3 separate regions of the Rattus norvegicus genome follow, and all the other regions are linked to region 1. The links are chromatin contacts, called in public Hi-C maps. All regions are on one chromosome and are shown on one strand. The core of a region is the stretch at or near the end of the contact, and the rest is flanking DNA. Distances in the headings are between cores, read along the strand shown. Region 1 holds the start of Fst (follistatin). Region 2 has its middle 19 kb from the start of Mocs2. Region 3 overlaps Arl15 (ADP-ribosylation factor like GTPase 15).

Region 1 (3,999 bases), core at 1,044-3,543:
AAAAAAAAAAAATGGAGAGACAAAACTCTGCCAGTCCTAAACCTCAGCCAGACAGTAGGAACGCTGAGGGCAAGACGCCCTCTACTGAGGGCCTGCCGCCTAGGGGAGAGGAGGCCCACCTTTACAAGGGATGCAGTTGGGGGCGCCCCCGTTGAAAATCATCCACTTGAAGAGAGTATTGTCGTTCACATCCTCCTCGGTCCACGAGGTGCTCAGCCGGCCGGTGCTGCAACACTCTTCCTTGCTCAGTTCTGTCTTATACAGGACCTGGCAGCGGCCGTTCTTGGCTTGGCGGAGCCAGCAATTCCCAGCTGTGAAGAGACGGGGATCAGGAGGTGAATGAGTGAGCCAGGGGTAGTGGGAGGGAAGGCTGCTTAGAGCCGGGCAAGGAGGCCTGGTGGGGCTGGGGAGCAAGCGATTGGGGGGGAGGGGAGGAGGAGGGGGAGGGAGGAAGGGAGAAGAGACACACACAGAGAGAGAGAGAGAGAGAGAGAGAGAGAGAGAGAGAGAGAGAGAGAGAGAGAGAGAGAATCTCCAAAGGAGTGAGTGGGGAAAGACCCGACACTGAGGTGGGAGGTGGGCTAGAGCAGCAGCCGCTGCGCCTAGCCATATCAATGTCAGTTACCAGTGACCCAGACACAACACGTGCAGCTTGCATTGACTTTTACTAGACTGTTTACTTTTATTCGTCCCATTTCATAACCTGCAGCGACTGGAAGAACAGATTAAAGAACCTGACAAAAACAGGATGCGACGGATGTTTTTACATGTTGGTTTCATGTAGGCGGTAAGAGAATTTTTTGTGACAGGGGTTAAGAAAGTAAGAGAGGGGGGGACGTGGAAAGGAGGGAAGGAGGGAGCGAAGGAGAGGAGGGGGGAGGGAGAATGAATATGAATCTGCAGGAACAGATCAGGCAAAAAGAAATTTGTGAAAAATGAAAGCAAAAAAAAAAAAAAAAATGCAGTCGGGCCCAGCCTGGATCTGCCTTGAGCAGCCTCGAGGCGCAGCCCGCCCGACGGGCCCGTTTTGCAATCCGCCAGCTCGGAGCACGCCCGCAGCCACCACGGTCTTTCGAAATCTCCGAGGGCTGCTTTCCCTGGCGCCCACGTCCGGGCACCCAGGGCAGCGCCCCTATCAGAAAGGCGGGTTGCCCAGCCTAGTGTCGGGCAGACGGCTAGGGCCGGTGCCCGGGAGGGCAGCGTACAACACACAAAACCTTACCGCTCCAACAGGCAACGCAGCAGTGTTAGAGCTGGGTCACACATACCTACCTCATGTCTACCAAGAACCACTTTACAGATAGTTTCTTCCCCTGTCCCTTTTTATGTCTTCGGACTTTGGACAAGCAGACTTCTCATGAATCACCAAAGTGACTCGAGCAATTGGAGCGCAAGCTGCGCGGTTACCATTATTAAAAAAAAATCCCGCCTGGAGACTAATTGTAATAAAATAAATCCATTTTTAATTTTAGATGATAAACTTCAGAAATTTGCTCTTTAATCCAGGTCGGAGTCTAAATAGCCCGTGGGTTGCTTGTTTCACAGAAGTTAACAGGAATGAGGCAAAGTGGAGAAAACTGTAAAGTACTTAAAAACACTTCGGGCTAATAATTTGGTTTGTTCTTTCTTCTTTTTCGCGGGGCTTGGGGGAGAGGGGTAGAAGGAGCATCTGCTAAGCGTAAAACTACCTCCCTCTAAAAATTTCAGTACCCACATTTCCAAGTTTGGGCAAAGTTTCTGAAACCACGTCCCCCAAGCCACCCAAGAAAATTCGGTATCTCCCATCCCCCACTCCGTCATTAAAAAAAAAAAAAGTCACCAAAAGATATGGAAGGAAGATGGGTAGACTGCTTAGTAGGTCGACTGCACTCTCCAAGCTATGGATGCTCGCTCTTCTCCCGAGCCAGCCAGGGGAGATAACATCTGAAGTCATTAGGACCAGAACTTGGAGCATCTACCCCTAACTACTGAGGCTCCAGTTCCCCCACTCGAGCCCTCTCTTTTTTGAGGATAACCTGGCTCTAAACTCCTCTCTCTATCCCAAAGTGTCACCGCCTTCAGTCTTTTCCTCCCGTTCCTTTCTCCAGGAGTAGCCGGGTGGTTCCAACATCTTCCTAGAGCCGCGTCGGTCCCAACCGACCAAGTGGAGACGACAGAAAAGTAGAACCCCTGCCCGAGCCGAACCTCTGGGCGCATCCCCTCCACTCACCCTGGGCGCTGCGGTCTTCCATGAATTGGCAGAGTAGCAGCAGCAGGAGGCAGAGCCCGCCGGGCTGGTGCCTGGCGCAGACCATCCTGGGGCAGGCGCGGGGCGAGGAGCGCGGCGGCGGGTGGCTTGGGCGAGCGGCGCGCGTCGCAGAGGCGAGCGGCGGAGGGCGCAGCGATCCCGGCGCAGCCCCGCGCTCGCCACCGGCCGCCCGCGCGATTCAATGGACGTCAGAAGCCGGGCGCAGCCGCGCTTTAAATCTAGACGGGGGTCTCCGAGGTTTGCGGTGGGCGGTCTCCCAGTGTGTGGGGCTGTGGGAGGGCGGCGGCGACCGAGGGTGTGCCGGCTCTTTGGGGGTGGGGAGCTTTTAAAAGTTCAGTGTGAATCAGGTGACATTTCCCACCTTCTGGAAACCCTTCCCAATTATCTGTCGGAGGTGCCCGAAATCAAAGCGGCAGGAGGGGAATCGCCGAGTTCTTATTTGCGTAGGAGCGGGAGGGGAGGGGGAAGGAGGCAGGGGCGGGGGCTGGGGGGCGACGCGTCGGGGGTGGGGAGGAACATCCACTTCAGTCCTGCACGCCGCCGCTCGGAGCCGGCGCGCCCGGGGTGGCGTGCAAGTGTGTGTGTGTGTGTGTGTGTGTGTGTGTGTGTGTGTGTGCATGCGTGTGCGTGTGTGTGCGCGTGTAAGTGAAGGCTCTGGAGGAGGCGGCCGGTGGAGCGCGGGGACCCCTGGAGTTGGTCCCCAGCACCTCTGCTCCAGCGCTCGGGAGAGACTTGTGCAACACACCGCAGGATCCCGGAGCTGCTGAAATGCCCCGGGGAGCAGTTTCAGGATCCTTCCCGCAGAGCCTTGGCGCGGGGTCCCGGAGACGTTTTATGTCCCGAGGTCTCATGCGTGTGTCTTACTTTGCGGCCACCCTGCCCGCTTCCCCGCCTCCCACTCCCCCACAGCCTGCAGTAGGTTGCTAAGAACCACGACCCCCGGGCACCTTCCACCGGGCCGAGCGCTGCGGAGACGCGGCCCTCGGTCTCCACAAGTCAGAGGCAAACAAAAATGTTTAACACCTCGGAGCCGGCCGCCCCCGGCAGTCTCGCCCTCTCCCTTTCTTTTCTCCCCTTTCACTTCGTCGCGTCTGGAGTCGCAGCCCCGAGCGGGGGCGCCGACGTAGGCGGTCTGCCCCCCTCCTCCCCCGCTCCGAGACGCCCCAGTTTCTGTCCTGAGCCTGCCTCTCTCTCTCTCTCTCTCTCTCTCTCTCTCTCTCTCTCTCTCTCTCTCTCTCTCTCTCTCATATTAAAAAAAATTGCACCATGATAATGAACTTCTGCAGCCTCAGTTTATTGAGTGCAACGCCTGGCATTCTTCGCCGAAAGTTGGCGGGTCTTCTCATTTATAACATTTTCTGGCACGGCTGAATGAAACTGAGGAGGCGATATTTCCTTTTATATAAAACGATTACTTCACGGAAAATGCTATATTGTTTATTTCAAAGCTGCCTTTTAAATTTCTATTCTTTTCGCTTCTGAAGCCCGAACGACAACAAACAGCGAACTATGCAGACAAAATTCTTGGACATTCCCAGGTCATTGGGATTTGCTCTACGGATTTCAAATTCGCCCTTCTTCCCTACCCCCGCCTTAGCCCCCCCCCCCGTCCTCCTCTCATCCTCCCACCCCCATCTTCCATCAACCTCCTCCTACCCCCTCCACAACTGCAAATAACTCAGTGATAACAGATTTTTTTCCACCAACTGCAGGAGATAGTGCTAATCTTTTAATAAAAGGTCCCATTACAA
Region 2 (3,490 bases), core at 346-2,845, 360 kb after region 1:
ATGTTTACCGTGAAATATCACAGAAGGGATGCCACCAGGCAGAGAATTACAATTTTAACTGATATTAAACATCTTAAATAATTTGGAGAAACCTCAGTATTGAATTATAATCATCAGAGAAAAAAGACACACATAGTTATCCCATGCATGTTATATAAGAAATAAGCAAACCCTAATCAGTACAGTACAGTATCAATGACTGAAAGTTAAATAGTATTTTGATACATAGAAGGAAAAGATAACAAGTTGACTGCCATTGTTGAAATTCCCCAAATAATTGTAATAGACAATTCAATTTGGGTTCCTGCAACAATCAAAATTGCGTTATCCAAAAAGCCAAACCCTATGGAAGGTATTGCACTGTAGAAGAATCCATATCTCAGCTGCCCCGGAGTGGGTGGCAGAGCTTCCAGTTCTTCTTGTGCGACGGCAATGGACTCAAAGCGGTGCAGTTCTTTGAGCAAGCAGCTCCTCTCGGTGGAGTGCAGGCTGTAGATGAAGTCACGTGTGCCCTGAACCATGTTCAGTGCCTTCATGGGCTCCTTCTTGGGATGAGTGCCCAGAAGCCAGGAAGTAGGAATGCACAAGCTCTTTTAAGAATTTTTTGGTAAATATAATCCCTGTATCAGCACTTGATTGAAACATTCTAAGATCCCAAGTATATCCACGTGTGCAATCCTGGTTTCAACCCGTGGAGGTAAATTTAATATTTAGGGGGATACACCATCCCCTTGTTTTAGAATTAGAACCTTCACAATGGGAGTCTGGGACATGCATATTAGCAGGATGGGAGGTATTATAAGTCAAACAACACAGTGTATTAGGTGATAAAATTCTTAAGAACAGGGGAAAGAGGCCAGGCAAGAAAGCTAGGGGGTGGCCTGGAGAGAGCTGGTGGAACAACCAGATCAGGTGACAAATAGCATTCAGTCACACAGCTAAACGAGGAAGCTTTCTTGGGACAAAAAGGCCATTGCAAAAATTAGTGCAAGCTTTGTGCCTGTGAAACAGAAAGGCGAGCAGAGGGGCAGCTGGAGTCTTACTGGCTCTCTCTCCGGACTTAGATTCTCCCTTAAGGAGTACCTCCCTTCAGTGTCAACTCGATGGCTCTGCCTCTCAAGAGACCCAGCCCCTAAACAATGCTAGGCTTCCAGTAAGAACTAATAACAAAAGGATGGAGAGGTAGTTAGGACCTGGGTGCTAGATGTCAAGCGGCTGATAAAAGAATTGTATGACTCGTCCACTTTAGTGGGGAGGTTTCTTCCAAATTGTCAGACATGCCTGGAGACCTTGAGCCAAAAGACCATGAGAAAATCTGAGTATTGAAGGAGGCTCGCTCAGGGGGCGTGTGATCTGACTGAAGCCTCTGGTATCAGGAAGTAAGCTATAGTCAGAGATAACTCGTTCACCTGGGGCTATAAGGATTCTTTCTGCTGCCATTCCTGAGGCAGGAGTCACAGTTGAGCTGGGCTTCCTGCCTCTTACATCCAATAAAGAGATTGCTAACACTGGAGCACTGACTTTTAATAGAACTACAGCCCTCCCCGTGCCTCTGAGTTCCAGGACTCCAGTAGCAGGCCTTTATCAAGCTGTCTCACTGGGTTAAAGGCCCACGGAAAAGAAAACATTGATCCTGACCTTGGCCACGGCCTCCAGTTGAAGTAGGTTGAAGAGCCCGTGCCAAGACTTTCTCCTGTTACCATCCTAGGTTAGATACAGCCAAAGCCTGAATTCTGAATTCTGACTGGCAAAACAAAATTCTTCGAAGTCTGCTGCAGACTCTTTCTGAAGCTACTTTAGGGGGTCCCCTGCCCCCTAACCTGGGGCAATTTGACCACAGGGGCAGGAACTGGCTGCTGCAGGGATAGGCCTAAGGATATCATTAATAAGATACCAGTAACTGAAGACAGCAACTGGAATTTTTTCAGGGCCAAAAATCTCATAATAGTCTTTAAAACAACCACTAACTCTGCACTATCTTTTTACATCAATTGTTCCCTACTTGGGGAACTATGGACAAATAACTTCCTACAAAGTCTAAGAATTTCTTTAAATCTTTTTTCTTAACCCTATTCCTTGCATCTTGAATGACTCCGAGTCCTGTCACAAAAGGTGACTGTAGAATGCTTGTCCTATCACTCACCACTGAGATCTGCATCATCCGGGGAGAAACACACCAAGCGTCTGAACCAAGGTCAGGCAATCTATGGTTGCCAGAAGCGAGGAGCAAAGGCTCCAAGGGGGAGCAAAGGCTCCGAGGGGAGAGCAGAGGCTCCGAGGGGAGAGCAGAGGCTCCGGGGGGGGGGGGGGCAAAGGCTCCGAGGGGAGAGCAGAGGCTCCGAGGGGAGAGCAGAGGCTCCGAGGGGGAGCAGAGGCTCCGAGGGGAAAGCAGAGGCTCTGAGGCGGGGCAAAGGCTCAGACGAAGAAGGAAGACAGGCCTGTCTGTTCACGGGGGGACAACGTTCTCCTCCAGGAGACCTCCAAACAGCTGCACACTGGGCACCATTTGTCAACGAGGGTGCAGAGGGTACTTGGAAGAGAATGGGGGACAAGAGACGCAAAGAAGGAAGTCAAGAGTCTGATCAAGGCGAATTTTTATTTTTTCCCAAGGCTGAATTTATATCATAACAGGGGTAATAGAAGGAGGGGGGAAGTGTGAAACATTTACGAAGGCCAAGGACGCACTATCTGTGTGGTCAGCTGATGTCAGCAGGATGTTGGTTTCTCAGAAAGGTTACAGGTCATCATATTGGGCATCTTGACGTCAGATGTATTTCTCATCAAGGTCACAACTCTATCATATCATTATTCATCCTGACCATCAGATTTGTATTAGTCTTCTGCAGCTGGCTGGGGATTTTCCATGAACTCAGTCATACTTAACTCTAACATCAATATTAACATCAACACCCCCTCAACCACAATGATCACTGAGGATTGAGGGAGGAGGGGTTTTGATGTCGAATTTGGGGCTGATCAATCTGCAACTTCTATTCTCTGCATCTAGGCCAGCCGTGGGTCTCTGTGCTAATCACTACTACAAAACGAAGCTGCTGCTGCTGCTGCTTCTCCTTCTCCTTCTCCATCTCTTCCTTCTCCTCTTTTCCCCCTCCTCTTCTTCTTTTGAATGTATTTATTTTTAATTATTTTTATTGGATATTTTTATTTACATTTCCAATTTTATTCCTTTTCCTGGTTTTCTGTCCATAAGCCCCCATCCCATCCCCATCCCCTTTCTTCTATAAAGGTGTTCTCCCTCTCAAACTACCTCACTTCCTGCCTCCCTGCCCTGACATTCCCCTACACTGGGGGGCCCAGCCTTGGGAGGACCAAGGGCTTCTCCTCCCATTGGTGCCCAGCAAGGCAATCCTTTGCTACATATGCAGTTGGAGCCATGGGTCAGTCCATGTGTACTCTTTGGGTAGGGTTTTAGTCCCTGGGAGCTCTGGTTGGTTGGTATTGTTGTTCTTATGGGGTTGCAAGCCCCTTC
Region 3 (3,825 bases), core at 692-3,191, 400 kb before region 1:
TAGCTATATTGGCAATACTAATAGAACTCTTTTTTTTTCTGATGTCAGACCTTCAATATATCTCCCAAAATGCTACAAAACCAAGCAGTGATTGATGTGTGAGTGCACCAATCACACAGTCCTGATATCCAGAGAGTTTGTGAATGCAACTAACATTTTACACATACTCTCCTCTCCACTGTACTTTCAAAGCGTACCCCAGGGCCCATTAGGAAACAACGTGCTTAAGTGTACATGTGTCTTTTGCAGTGCTGCAGATAGAGCCTAGGGTCTCATTGGGGGCGGGGCTGTGTGTGTGTCTGCAGGGGTCTGGTAGGGAAATGAACAGAGAAGTGAGGATGCAAACCCTTTTAGAGCAGTGATTCTCAACCTGTGGGTCATGACCCTCTGGCAAACTCCTAGCTGAAAAAGGTTTCCATTGCAATTCCTGACAGTAGCAGGATTACAGTTATGAGGTAGCAATGAAAAATAATTTTATGGTTGGGGTTCAGCCCAACATGAGGGACTATTGAAGGATCACGGCATTAGGAGGGTTGAGAGCCACTGTTCTAGAGAGTCTGTTTCCTGGTGGTTTATCCCCAACAGATTTAAACAGCTTAACTTGGATAAGAGCTTGCTAGTGTAATACAGTTTCTGGTGCACAAGGACGCACCGTTGCACTGGAACTTAACTCAGGGTATATGTTGTTTCTTCCCAGAAGATGGCTTCTAGAGAAAGGCTGCCTATACTGGCTTAAAGGCCTAAGGAAGGGCCCGGCCCAGTCTCAGTCATGGTCTCTGTTGTGGGAGCTTTCAGGGAACCCCTGGCTATCCAGATAATGTAAGCCATTTAGACTTAGGTATCTCCAGTCCTGGTTGTAGGAGCTTCATGTGGCCTTGACCCTGCGATATCCTAGATTACCAGGCTCATAAATGCTTTCAGCTCCCCAGCTTTCTTATACCCTTTCTATTGGAAAGAGGCTCCTTTGCGCTCAGCATTCCTTGTTCTCACATTCGGGAGATCTGTGGGTCAAGGACCTTCAAACCTGTGCCCCCAGCATCTCCAATATACTAAAAGGAGTGTTTTCTCACTGAGCCACATTGCAGCCCAGTAGAAGACCTTTTAAATAATTCTAGACAAAGAAAAAGTAACACTTAGGCTGAGGGAGCCAGTATGGTCCGCGTTTAACTGTGCATTGGAGTTTGGAAACACGTTCACTGTTGGTGGTCTCACTGAGCCACACCAGACATGGCAGAAGTTGGGGACAGGGCTAAGAGAGGGCTCCTCTCTCTCCGGTTTAATGTACATTTCCAAGGCCCTGGTTTGAATGTGTCTGAGATAATTGGTGCCCCTAGGAGGCACTCTGCTGAGCAGCTAATTCAGCCCCTCTTCCCCAGGGAGGATAATTGTTGTTAAAAAACAAAAAAAAAGTAAAATGTGTTGTTTTCTCATGTAATTATGTAACTGACATCTTTATATAATAATACATTTGGGTGGTCTGTCCCTGCAATCCTTGGTTTGTTAGGAAACGTTGCCATTTCCACCAGTAATAACTTCCTCGTAAGTATTATGAAAGAATTTCATATTGTTACGTTGCATCATTGCTACCATCAGAAGCTAAACTCTTTAAGTGACGTTGCCACCAGACAAGGCTTCTAGGGTTTTGTTTTGTTTTGTTTTCTTTGTTGGTTGGTCGGTTTTGCTTTTCTTTTTCTCGGATGAGCTAAAATGTTCCTGAGATGAAATGCTGTATGGCAGCAGGTCTGAAAATAAGTAACAGGATACACGTCAGGATACACATCCATGTCTGTCCTAGGAGAATGTGGGTCCTCAAAGCTGCTGTGGTCACAACATGGGGTGTCCTTCTTGCTGCAGTCATTGGTTCGTTTTGTCCACTTGCACTGGGTTAGGCCCTCGGATCTTCCTTGCTGTAGCAAACCACAAATATCTTAACAATGAGCACACCGCCATTAGAGCTGTGTTCATTTTAGTCCACGTTGGTAATGTAGTTCTGGGCCTTGCTGATTAAAAAATGACCCACTTAACACAACTGAGTGGAATCTCCCCCCTCCTGTAATTCTTCCGGGACTGCAGAGTGCCATGGTCCTGAGGAGATAACCATCACTAATCCCAGATTCAGCCAGGGCTTGACTCTAAGGAATCAGGAAGGCTGATTATGCCACCCGAGGCACTCGGTTAAATTGCTGTTACCTCAGATTTGCGTGGGAGGCCTTTGCAAAGTAGCAGAGAGGAAAAGTAAGTCTGCAGATAAAACTGGGAGAAAGAGGAGAGCCCTGAGGCAAAAGAAAGGGGAAGTGAAGTGAATGTGTAGGAAGTTTAAGAGGCAAGGTCGGTCGTAGCTGGCCAGAGTTGGTTTTAAAAGGTAGAAAAGGCTAGGCTTGGTAGCACACACCTGTCACCCCAGTGCTCGGGAGGCAGACCAGAGCACTACCGTAAGTTCCAAGCCAGCCTGTCTATGTAGTGAGTTCCAGGCCAGCCATGGTGACATGGTGAGGTCAATCTCCTCTCCACCCACCACCCACCTCAAATGAGAAAAGACAGAGTCTGGGCTAATAGCAAACCCAGCATTATAGACTCGTTCAGCAGTTCATCAACAGTGGCCATGCGCAGAGAAGTCAGAGGCTTGCTTTGTAACGGGGTCTCTGTTTTAGAGAGATTGGGGGTAGGGCCATCTCTCAAAAGAAACCTCCACTTTGTGCTTAATGGAGGGCACCATCTATAACTGAAATGGGTGATTTCTACTTAACATCCTGAATTCATGCCTCCAGCGTCTCTTCACAAAGCAAATGTTTCATGTCTTAGCCGTTTATTATTTAACCTTCTATACTGTGTATCAATGCCTTCCAGCCATTGTGCCTAGATATCCAGTATCTTTTCATTAGAGACTGATGGTTTCTAAAATGGTTAATTCAGTGACGGTGTCAGTATTGGAAATTAGGTTATGTGACAACACAAAACAATGGTCACACAAAAAGGTTCTAGTTAATACAAACTAAACAAGTCACCTAATCGAGAAACTTGTGGGGAAGACTGAATTTTTTTCAACACCTTTGCATGGGGATTGCCATACAAGCTTTGTCAGAGGGTAAGCTATCCAGGGTGTCAACACTTTCATCTGAAGATAAGGTACACATCAAAGCTGGTATAGATTAATTCTTCATGCACACGCATCTCTCTTTCTCAGCGGCAAATGGAACCAGCGCATAGAAGTCAGAGGGTCTATAGCATGGTTTTAGGAAAACTAAGGGTAGGGTCATCTCACAGTACGAAACTACCACTTTGTACTGGGCTCTGTACACACACACACACACACACACACACACACACACACACACACACACACACGCAAGTACAGGACTCTATTAGGTGGGAAAATGAAAAGTCCTTTCTTACTGTTCAACTTTGTATTTCTCAACCCCAGGGTACCACAGTCACTTCATAGAGGATATTTGGAGTTTTAAAGTAAAACATGGGCTATTTGATGATTTTTCAGACCCCCCCACCCGACCTGCACCCCTCCCCCAAACACACCAGTACCTTGAAGTAGTTCACAGTTTCAACATTAGGTGGCGCTACATTCCTTTTGATGATGTCATCTCCCTCTAACGTTGAGTTTGGGGACATAATAGGCAAATACTTTACGGTAGGCAATAGAGGTTAGGTAGTGTAGTTGGAAGCATCAGTCTGACCCTAGGACTTGAGAAGCTGCACAGGGCCTGGCAGATGTGCATACCCTTTCCTAAGGACTTGTGATTTAAAAATAAATGGACACTCTTGTTTTTAACTCTTAGTATTGTGTTCTTCAAATTCCTACTGGCTTGCAAA

The links. A called contact is a pair of places that touch in the nucleus more often than the background predicts.
Region 2: a Hi-C map of liver shows a contact between it and region 1, with 3 times the contacts expected there. The contact joins the enhancer-like site here to the promoter of Fst in region 1. A contact is called at or near these places in 7 of 12 Hi-C or Micro-C datasets (the A7r5 cell line, the Rat2 cell line, Schwann cells and 3 more).
Region 3: a Hi-C map of the A7r5 cell line shows a contact between it and region 1, with 6 times the contacts expected there. The contact joins the enhancer-like site here to the promoter of Fst in region 1. A contact is called at or near these places in 8 of 12 Hi-C or Micro-C datasets (the A7r5 cell line, frontal cortex, kidney and 4 more).

What each region holds. Positions count from the first base shown.
Region 1 is chr2:47,860,999-47,864,997 of GRCr8, forward strand. It overlaps Fst (follistatin), which reads right to left and starts at 2,294. Exons shown (of 6, transcript NM_012561.3): 1 at 2,210-2,294; 2 at 120-311. The coding sequence starts at 2,294. LOC120100717 (a long non-coding RNA gene) reads left to right here and starts at 195. Exons shown (of 2, transcript XR_005500667.1): 1 at 195-335; 2 at 710-2,657.
Region 2 is chr2:48,216,781-48,220,270 of GRCr8, forward strand. No RefSeq gene overlaps it. Among named protein-coding and RNA genes, the nearest start is that of Mocs2, 19 kb to the right of the region's middle. Within about 2 kb of position 1,596, at least 3 of the 93 cell types and tissues checked have an H3K27ac peak or open chromatin away from gene starts, as enhancers often do. A contact at or near this core is called in liver, where this site is marked.
Region 3 is chr2:47,463,665-47,467,489 of GRCr8, forward strand. All of the region lies in intron 4 of Arl15 (ADP-ribosylation factor like GTPase 15), which reads left to right. Among named protein-coding and RNA genes, the nearest start is that of Trnat-agu8, 270 kb to the right of the region's middle. Within about 2 kb of position 1,942, at least 3 of the 93 cell types and tissues checked have an H3K27ac peak or open chromatin away from gene starts, as enhancers often do. A contact at or near this core is called in the A7r5 cell line, where this site is marked.